Regions from separate parts of the Gossypium hirsutum genome. Here region 1 is linked to region 2. The links are chromatin contacts, called in public Hi-C maps. All regions are on one chromosome and are shown on one strand. The core of a region is the stretch at or near the end of the contact, and the rest is flanking DNA. Distances in the headings are between cores, read along the strand shown.

What was found. Hi-C and Micro-C count contacts between places; a contact is called where the count stands out from the background.
Region 1: a contact with region 2 is called in a Hi-C map of leaf, with 2.2 times the contacts expected there. The contact joins the promoter of LOC107961975 here to the promoter of LOC107961971 in region 2. A contact is called at or near these places in 3 of 34 Hi-C or Micro-C datasets (leaf and seedling).

Annotation. Positions count from the first base shown.
Region 1 is chrA06:116,084,466-116,087,573 of Gossypium_hirsutum_v2.1, forward strand. It overlaps LOC107961975 (polyadenylation and cleavage factor homolog 4), which reads right to left and starts at 1,460. Exons shown (of 7, transcript XM_016898169.2): 1 at 837-1,460; 2 at 653-754; 3 at 304-561. The coding sequence starts at 1,121.
Region 2 is chrA06:115,842,767-115,845,935 of Gossypium_hirsutum_v2.1, forward strand. LOC107961971 (homeobox-leucine zipper protein MERISTEM L1) reads left to right here and starts at 1,479. Exons shown (of 12, transcript XM_016898160.2): 1 at 1,479-2,157; 2 at 2,592-2,856; 3 at 2,952-3,069. The coding sequence starts at 2,636.

The DNA.
Region 1 (3,108 bases), core at 210-2,709, 240 kb after region 2:
ACTTAACCGAAAGAAATCCTAATATATCAATTGTCATTAACATTCTGGCAACTCTACCCCTCAATCCAGCCTATCCCTGGTGATCAAAATCCAATTCAGCTTGCAACTGTCCTTCAGTACCAAAAGCAATTCTGTCCAGAAGGATCTATAACTGCTAGCAACATCTGATTCAAACAAATTCTCAAAAGAACATGATTTGCGATGATATCCTAAATAGTGAATGTGCATAAGACTACAGAACAGAGCATTTATTCCAATGAAATAGAGGATGTGAAGAACAGAGTTTTCCATTAGAAAGCTTACACTATCTGCACCTGACTGTTGTTCCAACTGCCGCAAGTACTTAGGATTAACATGTATGCCATGTGTTGGACGAGGTGATTCAGAAGACTGCAAGGAAGTTACTCCAGAAGATTGTTGGTTCCCCGTTTGAGAAAATTGCAATTGCATCTCGATTTTACCTAGCACAGAAGGCGAAAAAACTGTTGACCATGTGCCAAATAGATGTCGCATTGCAGGATGCAAGTTAGGATTAACTTGCCTGTATGCCTCACAAAATACCTAAGAATGAAAAATAAAATAAAATAAGATAACCTATATCAAGCTAATAGCAAAGAAAAGAACTTCATCAAAAAGATTGGCAATGACTCACCTCTGGCAAACGGGAAGAGAAATATCTAACATATTCTCGGCCAATATTTTTTACAATGCTATCTAATAGATATAACGAAGGAAGTTTTTGCTCTACTGGAACCTGAAAGCAATAAATTTGAAATTAAAATTTTAAATGTTCAAATTACTTGGCAGGTACAACGGAAAACCTAATTTTAACTAACCTCAATAATTCGTGCGCAAATAGCATCGGCAATGCCTTCGCCGTGCTCTCGCTGTTCACCGGCAATGATCGTGAGATCAGTAATTATGGGCTTCGAATTGAAAGTTAGTTCCGATAACACAACCTCGTAAAGCTGAACAATCTCCTCCGTAGTCGGCGTTGCCCCATCATCATCAGCAATACCGCCGGAAACCCTGAGCTCATCTTCCCGTTGCTTCAATAAAGCCTTGAACCGTTCCGATATCGACGGTAGTTGCTTTTGGGCTAGTTCATTGGATATGGCCATGCTGCTATTGCTACTGTTGCTATTGGTTTAGGAAAAAGATGAAAATTTTCTAGGGTTTTCTCAGGAAAGTAGGATTTTCTCTGATTCCATACATGTATCAGAGAAAAAGTAGCCGAAACGGTAAAGGTATTAGGGCTTGCGGCCCATCGTGAATCGATGCTGATTAAATTAGGGTTTTTGTTGCCAGCATCGAACAATAAACAGATGCTGTTTTAGTGTGTTACAAACACGAGAGTCTGGTACTCTTCGTTTTCCCTTTTTTTCTTTATTTTTTTTTCGCTGAGACGAGGGAAGATAATAATTATTAAAAAAAAAAAAAGGACTTCCTAGATTTGGTTTAATCCACGGTTGAAATAAAATGAAGTTTTTTATGGTAAATATGGGGCCCACAAGATTTCCATTGACGTGGAGGCTTTTAAGAAGCTTAGATACTCTGATTATCCGTGAGCAGGGATACAGAGAATAATGCTAAATCTAAAGGTCAAGTAAATCCGACGGTTATCATCGCTTGAAAACTTTTCTTTTTAAAGTTTTTTACAGTTACAAATGGAATACAATAATAAGCTGGAGTGAGTAATTATAACCTAGAATCAAACCATTATAAAATGTAATAAGTGAAGAATTAAAAATACTAAAAGGAATTCGGACAAACATAAAATTGAAGACTTACACATTATAATTACATATAATGAAATTAAAATCTAAATGTTTAAAGACTTAAAGTATCTACCTTAATCAATACCAAGACATCGTTACGTTATTACTTAAAAACATATCAATCTTATACTCAATACAATAATATAAAAGCATACATTGTTGAAGGTTTTTTTTAATAAGTAACATGGGTAAAGATTATCCAACTCCAAGAATAAAAATCGGAATTATTGTCAATTCAAGAATCAGCACAAGTTGTATACGACTCACCTACTATTCAATTCACATTTTATTTAATTTTTTTATTATTTGCTTTGTTCTTTATATTTCAGTTTTTTTTTAAAAAAGTTAAATTATAAATCAAATGAATAGAAAAGAATAGAAATGATAAAGTTAAAAAAATTTTAGAAATAAATATGTTTTTTCACTAAATATAAATATAATTTGAAAATTACTTTAAGTTTTGTGAATTATTATTTATTGAAAAGTTTGAAAATAGAATTAAATTAATTAATCATTATGAATCTGTTGAATATAGAAATTAAATATATTTTCTCATAAATTCTTTTACAATAAAGTAATCATGACTTCAACGGTATTAGGTTTGGGCTGATAAAATTATTTAATTGAAATTTTAATTTATCTGGTTAAATTAATTTATTAATAATATTTATTTTAAGAAATAAAAAACATGTATTGGATTGGACTAAACTCAATATACTAAAACTTTAATTAATCTAAAGAAGTAGTTTTAAACTAATTTTTTTTGTTGATTAAGAAATATAAAACTCCTAATTAATTTAAAATCTTCAAATATCCAAAATTCAGAATAAATAAACAATAAAATAATAAAACATAGTAAATATAATTGAGCTCATATATAATAAAATTTAAGCCTAAAAATTGAATCCAATATGATTTAAACTCAAATTAAAAGCCTAAAATTCGTAATTTTCGTAATAATCCCGTCCAAAAATTCTGCTCATACATTCACTAAAACGGTCATAACTTGAGCTCCTAAACTCGAAATTGAGTGATTCAAAGTACATTGTGAAGCTACGAGATAGATCTTCAAATGCTATGAAGATATCTCAACCTAGAAATTCCTGAATTTCATCCAAAAAGTTGTCGCAAGTAGGCTAATTTTCCAAACTTAGAAAATTGACAGCTTCAGTGAATTGAATTTAATAAATTTCACCCCATGTGTGCATGTACCATTCCCCATTTTCTCGAAAAATTTCGTCCTAGAATCTTGTCTTTGGTTGAATAAGAAAGAATCTTTATTATAGATGGAATAGGTTAATTGAGCTCCTGTTAAAGGATCAACAAATTC
Region 2 (3,169 bases), core at 229-2,728:
CTTGTCCTATTTCTTCGTTTTCTGTTTGAGTTATTAATCGTTTGTTCAAACTTTCCTCACCGAACTTTTGTAGTAACAATTTCATCATGAATCTATTCTTCAGACCTAAACTCTTTTTGTTTCGGTGGTTTAAGGAGAAGGAAATGAGATTTTAACATTTACCGTAAACAAATGTTAGTGAGAAAATAATTGAATACATGTCTCAAGGAGAGCAGCAGAAGAAGCATGTCTAAGGAGCAAAAGAAGAATGAGCAACAAAATGTTTGGCCTACACCCTTAGATACATGACCAAATAAGCTTGCTATTTTGAATTCAAGCATGGTTACAAAGAAAAATGTAAATGTTTAATCGTATACGGAATATGGTACTTTTATTTAATGAATCACTTTAAAGTTCATGTCCCATCAAAAAAATAAAAGAATGAATTACTTGTTATTAGAAAAAATAATGAAAGATAATAAATGTTAGAGTAGTTAGGTAGCTAATGCAAAGGAGCTACCCAGGCACAATATTATAACAAAATCTTGGGTAATATGTCAAATATGAAAGGAAAAAAACGTTAAAGTTGTACTATTCTTTTAGCTGTTGGTTGTGCAATCTGCAATACCCTTTCAATGTCGATAATTAATGCAATAAAAGTAAATAAATACATAAAACAGATCACAGATGAGTTGAATTAATTCATATACCGACCGGATATGATTATATGTATGCATATATGTCAAAAGGAAGAGACGAGATTAAATTTGGTTAGCAATTATGAGAATTGCACCACATAGATTTTGGTAGGCATGCATGCATGGACATGATATATAATGCGTCTGAAATCTGCAAATGCAGATCATAGCCTGTATCCTTCAGACTCAATAATTTCTTGGAAGATTTGAGAGCAAGCCGAAAGATTAAATATATTTCAGTTATTCTAGCAGCAGCTCTAATTTGCTTTTCATGTAATTTGATGGGGAAATTAATTAGTATAATATTCAACCATATATAAAGCAAATATTTAATTCCAAAACAAAACAATAAATATTTGAAAGTAGTCGTTATGATTTAAACTTGTGAGATATCAATTATATCTTTTATCTTATGAAAAATTTAAACTTTTTATACTATATGTGTACACAGTGAATATTGTTGCAGATTTCATGACAATATTAGGAAGAAATATTTCTCTTGATTTGAGAATTTATGATGTTGCTCCAAGTTGATTGAGATGAAAATTTTACAAGACAGTATTGATATTAGATATAAGTCCTGTTATTAGTAAATATATTTAACTTCTTTTATCTACAAATATATATATATCCTATACCTGCATGCTTATTAGTAAAACCTATCAATATTGGAGCTGAGACACTGAAAACTAGTTGAAAGCTTACAAAGTTAATTTAAAGAAAGGGTAGGGAAGGGGAGATGTTTTTCTCTTTCTATAATTTTTATTTCTATCACTCGCAATTACACCTCTCACCCACCATAAATGCTATTGCACCCTCTCGATGGGCTCTGCTATTAACTCCTTAGCTGCCACATCCTCTCCACCTGTTTCTTCAATTCTCTTCATTTTCCTCAACCCCCCCTAGGAACTTCAAACCCCTTTCTCTCTCTAGACTTTAACCCTATTCTCTCTCAAGGTAGGTCTGTCAAACCAGTGACCCCAAACTCTTAAAAACCACCCTAAAGCCTCCTTTCATTAATCTTTCTCAACAATGTTCAAAAGGGTTTTCTTTTGTTTTGCCTATACGGCCCTTTAAAAAGTCTCTACTCACAAAACCTATTTCTTTCCCTGGACCAGCTTGTTTATAGCACCCGATCTGTGTTCACAACATTTGCCATTCTCTCTTTCATAAATTCGCTTATAAAGCTTTGCTGAGAATCAAGAGAGAGTGCAAAAAGTGTTTGTAATCTTTGGTTTGTGGGGACTTTCTATCAAAATCAACCTAAATACCACCAATATAGGAAACCGGGGCCAAGAATCTAACAAGCAAGAGACTGATATGTGTAGCATGTATTGCTGCTGGTTAGGGTTTTAAAGGTCATCGGCTATCTATGTCTCCCAACATGAGATTTCTAGTGACCAACTTACCACTGCATTTAAGACAAGAAAATAGTTGCCCTAAGCTCTTAGTCTCCTCCTCCAAATAATCCATATATAAGGTAATTTCTTTCCTCCTTTTTTTCCCCAACTTTTGCTGCTCTTTTTATTTCTCCGAGGTTCTTTCACTTTTCCCATGGGAATAGATTACGATAAGCTTTCGACTAATCCATCATTTTAATCTTCGAAGTATATGCTACCTTTAAATATAGTAGCAGTTGGTTATTAAGATATTCAAAGAAAAATCCTTCTCGATAAGCGAACTAAAACTTTTTTTCTTTGAAAGAGAGATGGTATATGGTTTACAGCTCCACTGTTTATTTGCCTTCCAAATGTTTCGACGATTCGATTGTCATGCACTGGTTTTGACTTTTTTAACCTTCTTTATGACTTCTTTGTATTTACATTTTGTGTCTTTCGTTACTGTTCTACAGTTTATTTAACCCTTTTCCCCCTTTATTTTAGTTTGCTTGATTTGTGTATGTTCTCTCGGCAGAACCCAGAATATCCATACCGTCGACATTCGAGCACTTTGTTAACATGTTTAGCCCCAACTTATTTGAGAGTCCCCATATGTTCGACATGTCTCATAAGACCTCGGAAAGTGAACTAATGGGGAAGGTCAGGGATGATGATTATGAGATCAAATCAGTCACTGAAACTATGGATGCTCCCTCTGGAGATGATCAAGATCCTGACCAACGCCCTAAAATGAAGTGTTATCATCGTCATACCCAGCGTCAAATCCAGGAGATGGAAGCGTAAGTTTTTTTTTTCCTCTTACTTAAAGATAAGAAATATTAACATGACTAGTTCTTCTTTGGGGAATTGATTGTTTTGACACTTTGTTGCTCAGATTCTTTAAGGAGTGCCCTCACCCTGATGATAAGCAAAGGAAGGAGCTTGGCCGTGAGCTAGGGTTAGAACCTCTTCAAGTCAAGTTTTGGTTCCAAAACAAGCGCACCCAAATGAAGGTATATTTCCATATATAGGTGAAAATCAGGAGCTCTAATCTGCTTATTTAAGTATTTAGACTTGTTTTATGATTAAGCTTTTCTGTCTATGTAGTAAGCT